Regions from separate parts of the Mus musculus genome. Here all the other regions are linked to region 4. A link is a contact called in public HiCAR-type, HiChIP or PLAC-seq and promoter capture Hi-C data. All regions are on one chromosome and are shown on one strand. Each heading gives the region's core, a stretch centred on a gene start, on an enhancer-like site or on the middle of the called end of the contact. The rest is flanking DNA. Distances are from core to core; before and after follow the strand shown.

Region 1 (2,973 bases), core at 67-2,566, 1.4 Mb before region 4:
CAAGGGAAGGAAGCAGATGGTCAGGAAGGGGCCAGCCCTCAGGAGACTTCCTTCCTCCCCAGCTAGGCTACACCTCATCATTTACTTCAGCCTCCCCAGATAGCGCCACCAGCCGGGGGGACATGCAAGCTAGAGGGTGACATTTCATGCCCAAACCCAGGGAAGTGAGTCGCCCAGCTAGCTGAGGCCAGTGTGTGCTAGCGTTCTGCTTGCTTCTCCCACTCTCCACACAGTGGCCTCTCTACAGGGCACCTCTACAGGGCGTCCAACTCAGCCGGCAGCACATTGCCTGGCCTCGGCTGGCCTCCATGATACCTCATTCTTGCATTTCCACGTGAACATCGAGTTTTGGGGACTGCCCCCTCTGCTTTAGGATGCTGCCCATCAGCAGAACTATTCTGGTCAAAGTGTGATCCTACCCATCAGACCCTCCCGTGTTTCAGGCGGTCTGAGGCTTTGTCAGAACTCTGTGGAATCTCCCTCTGGGAGGCAGGCTCTCCCTCCGATTGATTGATGGCTCCCAGCCATCTCCTTCTCTCACCTTGAGACTTGGGATGGGGTGAAGTCGGGGGAGTCCCAGTTTCTTGGTCCACTGTTTCAAGAGTCTGTTGGCTAGAGGGAAGGGCACAAGCTTCTCTTCAGAGAAATCTTTATTCCTGCAGCCAGGTTCATCCCCGCACTGCCCCTTGGCTGTAAAATCCCCAGCCCTTGTTTCAGTACAAAGTCCAGTCTCTCTGCCTTAACTTAGTAGAGAAAATGCTCTGGTTAGAACAGTCTTGAATAAATATGACATTTTAGCAGCTTGACACACCAAACAGGTGCCTAAGGCGCCCAAGGTACCTTGATGGTCTTGTCTTTGTTGTTCAAGATGCGGTAGCCTTCGGAAGAGATACCTGGCAGTGCAAGTCCACATTAGGACGCAGGGAAAAGAGGGGCGTGTGGGTGGGGGGTGCGGGGGGCGGGTGTCTACGAATAGCTGCAGCCCAGGATTGGCCCTGTAGATCCTCAAGGCTGGTCAGATCTTTTCCCTTCATATCCCAGCTGGTTGGAAGCACCCTGGCTGCTGCCAAACTGCTCCCCACAGACCCCAGAGGGGCGGCTGCCCGCAGCCTGGTTTCTAATTTCAAAATCACGCCACGTTCTGCAAACGTTGTGTGTTTTAGGTCAAATAAACAACTCTGCAAACATGTAAATAAGCTGCTCTGCACTGATTGATCCTGGGAGAGGGTCAGCGAGGGAGGGAAGGGGAGGGAGGGAGGGAGGGACCGAAGGGGGGGAAGGCAGCGGAAAGTAGGGGCAGGCGGTGAGATTCCACAGCTGAGCCACCACCTCCCGCCCAGGCCGAATGAAGATGCACAATTTGGATTGGAGGGGAAGGGTCAGGAGCTGCTGACCTTTGGGCTCAGGCCCAGGCCGCTGGCCACAGTAGCTCTTGGTCCAGTCGGCGCCGGAGGTGTATCAAGCGCTCATCCCGCCCTCTCCAGTCATGGGTGCGGGGTCCTGGGCGCTGACCCTCTTCGGCTTCTCCGCGTTTCGGGTCCCGGGCCAGCCGCGGTCCACCTGGCTCGGCGTCGCCGCGCTGGGACTGGCCGCGGTGGCCCTGGGGACAGTGGCCTGGCGTCGTGCGCGTCCCCGGCGACGCCGGCGGCTACAGCAAGTGGGAACGGTGGCACAGCTCTGGATCTACCCAATCAAGTCCTGCAAGGGGTTGTCGGTGAGCGAGGCAGAGTGCACTGCCATGGGGCTGCGCTATGGCCACCTGCGCGACAGGTACGCTGAGCACCGAGCATCACCACGCTGACCTAGGCTGTGTGGGTGTGGGGAGGTCAGCGGGGTCCGCTCGCCGGTCCCTTCTTACTCAGACTAGAGACCGGAGGCTGGGAAAGGGGTGGTGAGAAACGGAAAAAATGAACTTCACCCTCCGCCAGCCAACTCGGGGGACCTGGAACTCTGAAGTTCCCGGGTTTCACGCTTCCTGGAGTTGGACATCTCTCTATCCATCCTCTCGTGGCTATTTCAAATCTTGTGGTGTTAGACGAGGCATTTCTCACGCCGGCCAATCCGCAAGAAGAAACTTCAATCTCCCTCCACCCAGGGACCCTGAAGGGACTGGTCCTTGGTTACTTTACTCTCAGTGATAGTCTTAAATTTAGAAAAACTAAGACAATAGATCCTGGATCCTAGGCACGGCTCATCCCTGTTAGTGCAGTAGTTGAGCATGCATGACAGCTTAAGAAAATAAGCTGTGAGTGTTATTTCCCCAAGGCTCTTGTCAGATAAAGGTTCTGCACTGGGTGGGGGGGGGGGCAACCTGGGATTTGTAAACAGCGACTAAGAGTCCAGCTGAGGAGTGACCCCTGTCGCCGGGACTTCAGCGAAGGTTCAGCAGCTCTGCTCTCTTCAGGTCTGGTCTCCCACCAGCTCTGGGCATCACTGGAAGGCTGCGTATCAGGATCCTCAGGCCTCTCCTTCAGCAGAGGACACAGGCTAACAGAGGCTGCGACCTCCCCGTCTCAGCTCTCTAAAGCTAACACAAGCCATTCGCCTCAGATCAGGCCGGTCCAGTGGACATGCTGACCGACTGGTTCAGGAAGAAGAAATGGAGATTTTTGCTCCAAAGCCCTTCTTGTCTCATAGCTGATTTACGGGTGGCTTTTACATAAGGTTGATGGGCAGTTACAGATGAGTGGGTTCCTCGGTTCAGTGTGGACCTTGTAATGTGAGACTGCTCTCCGCCCGCCCCAACCCCCCCCCTCTCCCCATCACCTGTGTTTTGCAATTCTTCATATCTCAAGAACCAAAGATCATTAGAGGCTGACTCTCCTTCACTAGAAAATACACCAATGGTCCTTTCACTGAGACACAGCAGTTCTGGACAAAGTTCAAAGGTCAGCTGCTCACCTCTGCTCCAGGCAGTCAGGAACCCTAACTATTCCCTGTTTTGAGCAGTGGGATCCCACATACACTAGCTTC
Region 2 (3,023 bases), core at 466-2,965, 1.4 Mb before region 4:
TTCCAACTTTGCTTCTCGAATATTCCAGATCCAGAGAAGGTGTTGGGACCACTCTGCAGGATCCGGGTCAGCCCGTTGGCCTGAGGCTTCCTGGGGGCACACAAAGAAAGCCATGGTCTTCATACCTCACCCACTGAGTCCAACCATTAGGCACTGGTGGGTGGGTAGGGTAGGAAGATGGACAGAGAGACAGGCACAGAAGACAGTGGTAGTTGCCCATTTAGACCCAGCCCTGCTGAATATGCCCAGGCCCTAGAGCTGGGAAATAGTCTTGCTTTAGCCCCAGTAGCACTAGCTGCTATGTGCATGGATTCACACTCGTGACAGAGTGATGCTTGCTGGATAGGCCTAGGATGGGAAAGGAGAGGTTAATAGGAGAAAGGGCAGCATGCAGTTAGTTGGAAAGAGACAGAAATGGGAGGCTTTGCAGGATGCCTCCCCTTCCAACCACAGCTGAGCCCCCAGGAGCCAACAAGGGAGAAGTGTGAGAAGGGAGAGCCGGGTAGGGAGAAGTGTGAGAAGGGAGAGCCAGGTAGGGAGAAGTGTGGCCCAAGGAAGGGATGGGATTGGGAGTCAATGTTGCTTCCTCCCCTGGGAGTCTCTCCCTCCCCACCTCCCAAATTGTGAAAGCAACAAAGCAAAGCACATCTGGCCAGGTGTCTCTCAAAGTCTGGCTAAGAATTAACTCAAAGCGTCCAAAGTCAAAAGCTCTCAGGGGTTTTCCTGGGACTCGGTGGGGTTTGCTGCAAGGTGGACTTCAGCCCCTGGAGCATGCTGTGTGGTCACATCGTCGCCTGTGTGGGACTTTTGGTTCTGAGAGCCTGGTTCTTCCAGCCTGCAAACTTGGTTCCTGCTGCAGACTGCTCTTCTTCGCTTTTCCTGGTTATTCTCTTGTGTCCAGCAGCAGGGCCCACACCCCACTGCAACCGAGTTTAAGAGCTTAGCTCTCCCACTACTGGCTTCCAACCCCTTCCTCTGTATCCCTCCCTTGCCTTTGCTGTAAATAAAAGTTCCAGCTTGTCTGGTTTTCCTGTGTGGAGGGCTGTGCCTTCCCTGTTCTGTCTCCTGAGGGAGACAGCTGGGGCTCCAGCAGAACCTGGGAATGTGGTGGCTCCAGCACCCCACCCCCCAACACACACACACACACCTGCAGTGTTAAAGGCTGCATTCTCTAGAATCCCTCAGAACAGGCTCTAGGGTGGGAACCACCCTTCCCATCTGTTACAAATGAAAAATTTCCAGAACCTTTGACCTCAGTGTGGAGCCAGAAGACTGCATTCCCCACAAGCCAAGGAGCCTCTGGTCTCTGTCTTGGTTGGGAAATGCCTCTCCTAATGGGGCTCCAGGGAGGGAGGCTGGGACAGCAGGGTGGCCCTTGAGTGTCACTCCACACTGGCATGCTGGCGCACACCCCTGCTCAGTGTATTCTCACTGTAGATATGAAGCAGACACTAGGTCCTGGTTAGCCATCAGATTATCTGGCAATGCAAGTATATGGGAACAATTTTCTGCCTGTTGGGGATAGCAAAGATCTATGGCAGAGTTCTTTCTTACCATGGGGTTCCATCCCCTGGGGTGGGGGTGGGGAATTTAGAACATGATTCTCACCTCATGCAGGGGAGGGAGGTGAAGTGCTTCCACTGGAGTTGGGCATGGCAGCACACACCAATTGTCCCAGCACAGGAGAGGCAAGGTGACAAGTGAGTCCTCTGCTACCTGGGAATGCCCCTCCCCCACCCCTGCACGCTGTCTCTCTGCCCAGCACCCGTGTCTGCTCAAAGAAGTATCAAATGGCATCTGTGACCAAGAAACAGAACTTGAACTCAGACCTTGACCCTCGGGGTCACTGTGACCACGGAACCATGTCTCAGTAGTCCATTAGGCCAGTGGTTCTCAACCTTCCTAATGCTGTGACCCTTTAATACAGTTTATCGTGTTGTGGTGACCACCCCCCCCATCGTAAAATTTTCATTGCGACTTCATAACTATGATTTGGCTACTGCTGTGGATCTTAATATAATATAAATATCTGTGTTTTTCCATTGGTCTTAGGCAATCCCTGTGAAAAGGTCTCTTGACAAACCCCAAAGGGTCGCGACCCACAGGTTGAGAACCACCCCCGAGTTAGGCAATCCCAGTTGAGAGTTTAGATTCTTGGTCCCGGTTCTGCTTCTGCAGGAGAGCTGAGAACTGAGGAAGGCCCACAGTATCTGGAGCTTGAACAGAGCTTCCTGGGAAGTTTATTTTGTGATAAAATGGAGATGTAGAGCAGGTTCAAGGTGTAGGGTGGGGAAGGACACCCTCACTACCCCTAACAAGGGTGTATTTCAGAGCTCCATGGTTTTTCCCAAAAGGTAAACGGTTCCTGAGTTAAGAAGAAGAACCTCTGGCTCCCTTAATCATTTTTAGAAAAATGTGGAGAAATAAATACTGGATTTTGCTTTTAAATTTGGAGGCAAAGTTTGTTCTTGAGCCAAATCACTCCAGTGCACATCCCAGCCAAAGGGAAGTAGATCTTAAGATCTCTCACAGGGCCCAGTGCCAAACCCTGGCAGGAACACCAGCCATGCAGGGCGCAGGGGAGCAGGGCAGGAGAACAAAGACTTGTTGGCAGGGACTGTGCTAAACCTGAGCCCCTGGGGGCTTCAAGCTCCAACCTTTGCCTCCAGCTCCAGAGGGAGCCCATTCTGCACCTTGAGGACTGACTTGGCCTCTTAAAACAATGTTTCTCGGGTGAGTTCCTCTTCTGTCCCTGGTAACAGAGCTCCACATAGACATACCTTGTTCAAAGCAGTCAAAGCCAGGATGGGGTGTTGCTCAGCATGACAGTGCTTAGTGAGGGCAAGGCCTTGTGTTCAGACCCCAGGACTTCCATAAGTATGTAAATAAGTGTACAGATAAGTAGATTATTAATTCAATAAACATCAGAGCCAAAGGACTGAGTAGAAATTGAGATGATGGGCCACGCCTCCCTCACTGGCTCTGCAAAGCCAGGGTGAATAGTTTCCGCCTGGGACTTACTC
Region 3 (2,787 bases), core at 185-2,684, 1.8 Mb before region 4:
CCCTCACCAGGGTCAGATTCTCTCCTTCAGCTTCTGAGACATTTCCATCACCTGGTGCCCCTCTCTCCCATCTCCCCAAGAACCCTTACAAGACTCCCCAACTTCAGTCTCTTCCTAAGGTTCTCGTCAGTAGCGAGTCCACGACACAACAGTTAGCATTCTATAGACTGAAACCACACTTCACCCTTAACTAATTATCACCTTGACTCCAGCTGCCATACCAAGTGTTGGACGTCTCCACAAGCATTTCAGATATGGCCTTCTTTCTCTCTCAACACACGCGCCTGTCAAGCCATCTATCATGTTAGAGCACCCTCACTCACACGTGACATTACCAGTGAATCATAGTGCTACCAGACGGAAACTACCAAACTTAAGTGGTAGGGAGCAGCAATGACTGGTACAAACTATTCATCCCTAGTTCCTCCCATATTTGATATTTTCAAACATTACTTTTCAGACAGACCCTACTAGGAAGCAGAATCTCCCTAGTGCCCTGGGATAGCTTCTAAATAGTGAAAAGGAGAGTGGTTTTTTAAAAATTATTACTGGGTCTACAGAGCAAAGTGATTTTCATATTAAAAATAAAGAAAGCAGAGTAAGATACCCTCTTTCAAAAGGAGAAATAAAGGAGCATATAATAAAATCCTCAGGTAATACGCAGCATTTAGTAAGCAGCTTTGGGATTTATATTCATGAAGTAGGGCTTGTTAACGTTGTTTGATGGTAATAACAGGCGCTGTTTCTCACCTCAATAGACGCCAATTAACTTTTCTCGACCATGTGGCTGTAATTTTAGTTCCTACCCTGGATTCTCCTCACTTCCTAAGAGGTTACTTTTCTTACTTGGCAGTTTACTCACCACCTTAAAAACCCTTCACTTGCCAATCGGCCATTTATTCCGTAAATCTGAATGACAGAAAAGAGATGGAAGAGGGTGGGGATGCTAAGCACCTCTTGAAGGGGCAGAGCAAAGGCTACATACAGTGCCAGAAATGGAGAAGGATGGGAGTTGGAACAAGCACAGGGTGGAGGGCTGACATTAGGCAGGGACTGGGACGGAGGATGCTATCTCTGAGCAGGTGGTGTGCATAGGGAGAAGACGTGGAGCTGGGACTGGGAAGGAGGGGGTGGGGAGCGGTGACAGACAGGCGACAGGACAGGAGACGCAAAAGGCTGAGGCTGAGAGAGACGGGACGCCGAGGGAAGGGAGGCTTGCAGCCGCGTCCCGGTCGCCGGGACACTTACTCGGGTCCCTCTTCAGGGCGCCGGGGGTCTCCTCCCGCAGGTGAGGGAATAGGAAGTCGCGCGCGGACTGCAGGTCCTGGAAGGAGCAGAACTGGACGATGGAGCAGGCCATGGCTGCAGGGACCCCGCCTCGCGGGGCTCGTGGTCCCTAGCCACGCCCGGGCCACTCCACCCGAAGGCTGACAGCACGGAGCCCCGAAAGCTTCAGCTACCCTGGGGGGGCGGGGACGCCAGACCGGAAGCTGTCAGCACTCCTCGCGAGGGGAGGGTGCTACGCATGCGCGGGACGCCCCGAAGCTGCGCGTGCGCGGGCCGAGCGGGAGCCGAGGGAGGGTGCAGCTTCGGACACGTGACTCGCGGTCTTGTGGCGGAGAGTTAGACGTGGAGCCTGGCCGCATTCTTTCTTGGGCGAGCTTGTCCCGTCATTCTGGCCTTCCTCCAAAGGTGATCTAATTGAACTTTGCGGGGGCCATTGAGTCACCCAAACAATCTTGTTGGTGTGCTTCTACGGACACGACCTAGATCGTTCGCAGATCAGGCGGTTTAAGCTGAGTGTGGGCAGGTGCCTGAGAACTTCGTAATTTTGTTTGTGCTTTTGTTTTTTTTTTTTTTAATGTGGAAGGCTATCCTCAGCACCTATACCCCAACTCCCAAAAGAGTCTGCGGCGCCTATGCCTGTAATCCTTCCTACCTCAGTCTGAGGCAGGTGAATTTCTGGCTGTTGAAGCCACTATCCTGGGCTACAATGCAAAAACAGTGTCTCAAGTAACAAAGCGATGGAAAGCAGCTCCTTAAGGGCTCGTATTAAATAAATACTCCTATCTATAAGTTGCCACGGTTCTGTGAAAGCCCGATGTAGTAACAGGACCAGCGCAGTATTGAATGGTGCTCTGTAATCGTCCGTTTGCCTTTTCATCCGTTTGTTCATCTAACCGCCCAACAAGTATTTGTTAGTGTTTTCCGTGCCAGCCACACTCTAGGCACAGAGCTTCGGAACAGAAAGGGACACATTCCTACGGAACTAAAAAGCTAGTGACTAACACAGGCCAAGTGAAGCAATTACTTACTCAGCTAACTAAAACTGAGAGAATGCTAGGCGGGAAAGAACAACAAAACAGCACGGCAGAACAGAGCTGGGGAGACTGACCCTGTACTTTTCCTTTGGGTTTTGGATAAGGAAAGCACCATCCTTATAGACTCCTGGAGGACTGGGGATCCGTTTAACCCCTTAAATACCTGGTCTCTAGCATGGGATCTGGCACCCAGTTGAGTCCTTGATAAATACTTACTGAAGTATATACACATAAATTAAAGACCAACCTGAGTCTTTTACTTGGATTTGAAAGTACATTTCCATATCTTGCCCAGTTAGACTGTCATAAATATCTTCAAGGAGTCTTGTTTCTTTGATTGTTTGAGATAAGGTCTAGCCATGTAGTCCAGGTTAGCCTCAAACCTTCAATTCCCCTCAATGTCCAAGCACTGGGATTATATGTGTGTACTGTACCATGGCTGACTTCAAAAGAATGTGTTATCCTA
Region 4 (3,116 bases), core at 40-2,539:
GATGTGAGGCCTGCTCCACAGAAGGAAATTCATCCTTGACATCCTTGGTGCTGTAAACCCGGTCAAAAGCCCAAGACTGAGGCGATCACAGGCCTGTCTAGGGGTTGTGGGCTACCTGCTGCTGCTGTTGTTGATGATGGTGGTGGTGGTGGTGATGATGATGATGATGTTTTGGTTTGGCTTGGTTTGGCTTGGTTTGGTTTGGTTTGGTTTTTGCTTTTGTGCTAAGTGGTCATACTATCACACTACCTTCTAAATATGTATGTCTGTGCCCATAGATTCCTGCTTCCCTCACCTTTAGTCAGAGGAGCTTCCTTTGGCCGTGGGTCGTGGTTCATGTAAAGATTCATAACAGGTCAAAGTGCCAAGTATAAATAACTGGGCACTCGGCTACAGATGGATCATCCACACCAACCTCCCACAATCCAGTGCTCAGGGAACTTCACAGAAGGGGCAGATGGAATGTCAAAAGCTGGAGACTGGGGGTAGGGGGAGAGAAGGGGAGAGAATTGCGAAACACTCACTTTTTAGGCATGAAATGGCTGTTGCATGCATGGAATCACATTAGCTGTGGTTACCAGCACAAAATCGAGCCAGTCAAAATTACAGCATGGGCCCCACCACCACACAGGAGAAGCTATGAGGTAGCTGCCGAGGGACCAGGCCACTGAACGGTTGCTCATGCCCTAGTGGGTGGTCCACGTTCATGTGCGTATGGGCAGCACCTGTTGTGTTCAAGGGGTGATCGATAACAAAAAAAAGTAAAAGACGCGAAGGGGAAAGGAGAGGGATCGAGGCCCTAGAGAGAGCTAGAGGAGGCGGTAGGTGACTGGATATAATTTGGAACTCTCCAAGAATAAAAACATCACTTAAACAAGCAGAAAAGATGCAATGGGGAAAGGATTCCTAAGATGTTAGTGCCTGGGGATGCTTCCAAAGAAATGCACATGGATGCCAGGTATTTTAGAAGTGGCGCAGCAAGGGGCAGGGGAAATCCTGGAATATAACAAAAGCAAGAGGAAGGTGGATGGGGTTGGGGGCTTACTACTGAACCAGGTTTTTACTTGGTTCGCCAGAAATGGAGCTTTGAAGTTCCACCGTCTCTTTCTAAGGCAAAGCGCTCCTGGAAGCAAACTTGGCCTCTGGCAACCCGGAGGCGCCAGGCCTGCAGTTACGCGGGTCGGCCGGTGAGAGGCGCTGTGGTGCCACTCTAACCATGGCTGAGGACGAGGACCCGCTGAGCCTCCCACACTTGGCCTTGGGACTGTGGCCCGCTGGACCCGGACACCGCCCTGCGCTGTGGCCGACACGTGGCAGCCCCAGCTCGCCAGCCCAGTATGGCTCCAAAGTCCTGTCCTGCCAAGGGCAAGGGTGGAGGAGGGACTCCCAAAACGAAAGTTCCCGACTGCTTTCCTGGTTAGAGCCGTTCTCTGTTTTTTGTTTTGTTTTGTTTTTTTCTTGGATGCTAGAACACCCTCTGAGCTGGGACACTTGGGGTAGAGCGCCAAGAATCTTTTCTGAACTCATGAATTTTCCGGGCTAGGGATTTTTCACCCAGATCTCAGGGCCAGGGCTTGATAAAGGATACACAGACTGAAGGCCGTTTGAAGTATGACCTTACCGAATTAAGATGAGAACAACCATACCTCCACTTAGAAAACTCAGAACTAAAGAAGAGAAAGAATGTAAACTCTGTCATTAGGAAGACTTAACTGCTTACAGTGTTGGAACATGCTGGATGAAATAAAATGTATAATTATAATTAATTTCCCCTCTTTGCTAGTGTGGTTTTAGCTTATCAGAGTATAATGCTATCCAAGGTGTCTCAGGAGCTCTGTGTACCCATTTACCAAAAGGGAAAGAGGATAAAGAAAGTTCCCAAGAAAGCTTTAATGCGTTTCAGGAGCCACCACAATCGCGCACAAGGCTGTAACCGAGACCCCCGGGCCCACGCTGTGTGTCAACCGACCTTGCTCTAAGCGTCCAGCCTCCTCTAACACCCATGCTTTAATCTGTGTTAAAAGCGTCTTCATAATAAACCCCAGCTCTGCTCCTTAGTGTCCTCTCCTAAAGTGGTTCTCTGCACCACAGCCAAGCACTCTGGCTTCATCCGAGATGTCTCCAGCCAGAACTCGGACCACCTTATCATTCTCCGGTCGCTGCTACCCCGGCCCCCAGCCCCGTCCCCACCAGCTGGTCCTTGTTTTTTGTTTTCTTTCCCTCCTGAGCCTTTCAACTCCATAAATTTTGAGGAAACGGAACACACGTTGGCCTCACTGTGCCCTTCCGTGAAAGCTCGCTGGGTGACTATCCATGATTAGTTCGGCAAGAACTCTGGGCCAGGGAAACTCTCCGCCCCTCCCCACGCCCGCCCAGCTTCCCAGAATTTCAGAGAATCCTTTCACCTCTGTTCCCTAGACCCACCCACCATCGTCCCATTCGAACAGAGTTCAGAATAGAGCTGAAAAAATAACTCTCCACGTTCTGCTCTTGTAAATGCCCCCAGAATCCCCCTTCAGTTCTCAGCACCCGGAATCCTGAGTCCCGTGGTTCCGACACCCTCTTCTGGCCTCCGTAGACATCTGAAAAGTAAGAAGTCTGAGATCTCAGAGCTACAGCCTGGAGTTTATTTCTAACCTGCAGAGTACTTGCGAGAACTGTTAATAAGGAAAGGGGTGCGGGTGAACCTAGGAGAGGGGGAGGGGTGGATGAACAAGACCTGAAAATGGAGTTCGAGAAGAGATGGGTAATACTGCGAATCTTCCATAAAGATAGAAGAGCACGAAGCGAAGAGGCTCAGGAGTGTCGATCTAGTGAGTGTACCTTCGGAAGAGAAAGGTACAGCTTGTTTCTATCAGAAAGAAAAAAACCCTTCAGAGTATGTTCAGCCCCGTTAGAGCGGTGCCCACATCACCTCTAAAAGCCATAGCAGCCCTGGTACACGACACTGTGTTCTCTTTAAACTAAGCATCCATGCTGTCCTGGATGTTGTTCCTGATTTGGAGAGAGACCTGTCAGAATCCTGCTCCCTCTCTTAGTTATATTTTTAGTGGGTACAGATATTTTGCCTGCATGTATGCATACATATCCCATGTATATCAGATCCCCTGGATCTG

The links. Promoter capture Hi-C pulls out the DNA fragments that hold promoters and counts their contacts. HiCAR-type assays count read pairs that join an accessible place to other places. HiChIP or PLAC-seq counts read pairs in DNA pulled down with a chosen protein or histone mark.
Region 1: a promoter capture Hi-C map of liver shows a contact between it and region 4, with 9 times the contacts expected there. The contact joins the promoter of Mtarc1 here to the enhancer-like site in region 4. A contact is called at or near these places in 13 of 39 promoter capture datasets (the 3T3-L1 cell line, 3T3-L1-derived adipocytes, the C10 cell line and 8 more), 2 of 115 datasets of contacts at active chromatin or transcription factors (acute myeloid leukemia and microglia) and 2 of 9 other capture datasets (adipose tissue and liver).
Region 2: a contact with region 4 is called in a HiCAR-type map of kidney, with 4 times the contacts expected there. The contact joins two enhancer-like sites. A contact is called at or near these places in 1 of 39 promoter capture datasets (hippocampal neurons), 1 of 484 Hi-C or Micro-C datasets (cortical neurons) and 1 of 115 datasets of contacts at active chromatin or transcription factors (kidney).
Region 3: a contact with region 4 is called in an H3K4me3 HiChIP or PLAC-seq map of forebrain, with 12 times the contacts expected there. The contact joins the promoter of Rab3gap2 here to the enhancer-like site in region 4. A contact is called at or near these places in 1 of 39 promoter capture datasets (pre-B cells), 1 of 484 Hi-C or Micro-C datasets (cortical neurons) and 3 of 115 datasets of contacts at active chromatin or transcription factors (astrocytes, embryonic forebrain and forebrain).

Annotation. Positions count from the first base shown.
Region 1 is chr1:184,809,643-184,812,615 of GRCm38.p6, reverse strand. It overlaps Mtarc1 (mitochondrial amidoxime reducing component 1), which reads left to right and starts at 1,316. Exons shown (of 7, transcript NM_001290273.1): 1 at 1,316-1,770. The coding sequence starts at 1,487.
Region 2 is chr1:184,869,938-184,872,960 of GRCm38.p6, reverse strand. C130074G19Rik (RIKEN cDNA C130074G19 gene) reads left to right here. Exons shown (of 2, transcript NM_178692.3): 2 at 1-1,035. Among named protein-coding and RNA genes, the nearest start is that of Gm34602, 6.0 kb to the left of the region's middle. Within about 2 kb of position 1,715, at least 49 of the 459 cell types and tissues checked have an H3K27ac peak or open chromatin away from gene starts, as enhancers often do. A contact at or near this core is called in kidney, where this site is marked.
Region 3 is chr1:185,202,815-185,205,601 of GRCm38.p6, reverse strand. Rab3gap2 (RAB3 GTPase activating protein subunit 2) reads right to left here and starts at 1,434. Exons shown (of 35, transcript NM_001163754.1): 1 at 1,249-1,434. The coding sequence starts at 1,360.
Region 4 is chr1:183,437,389-183,440,504 of GRCm38.p6, reverse strand. No RefSeq gene overlaps it. Among named protein-coding and RNA genes, the nearest start is that of Hhipl2, 20 kb to the right of the region's middle. Within about 2 kb of position 1,289, at least 110 of the 459 cell types and tissues checked have an H3K27ac peak or open chromatin away from gene starts, as enhancers often do. A contact at or near this core is called in adipose tissue, forebrain, kidney and 1 more, where this site is marked.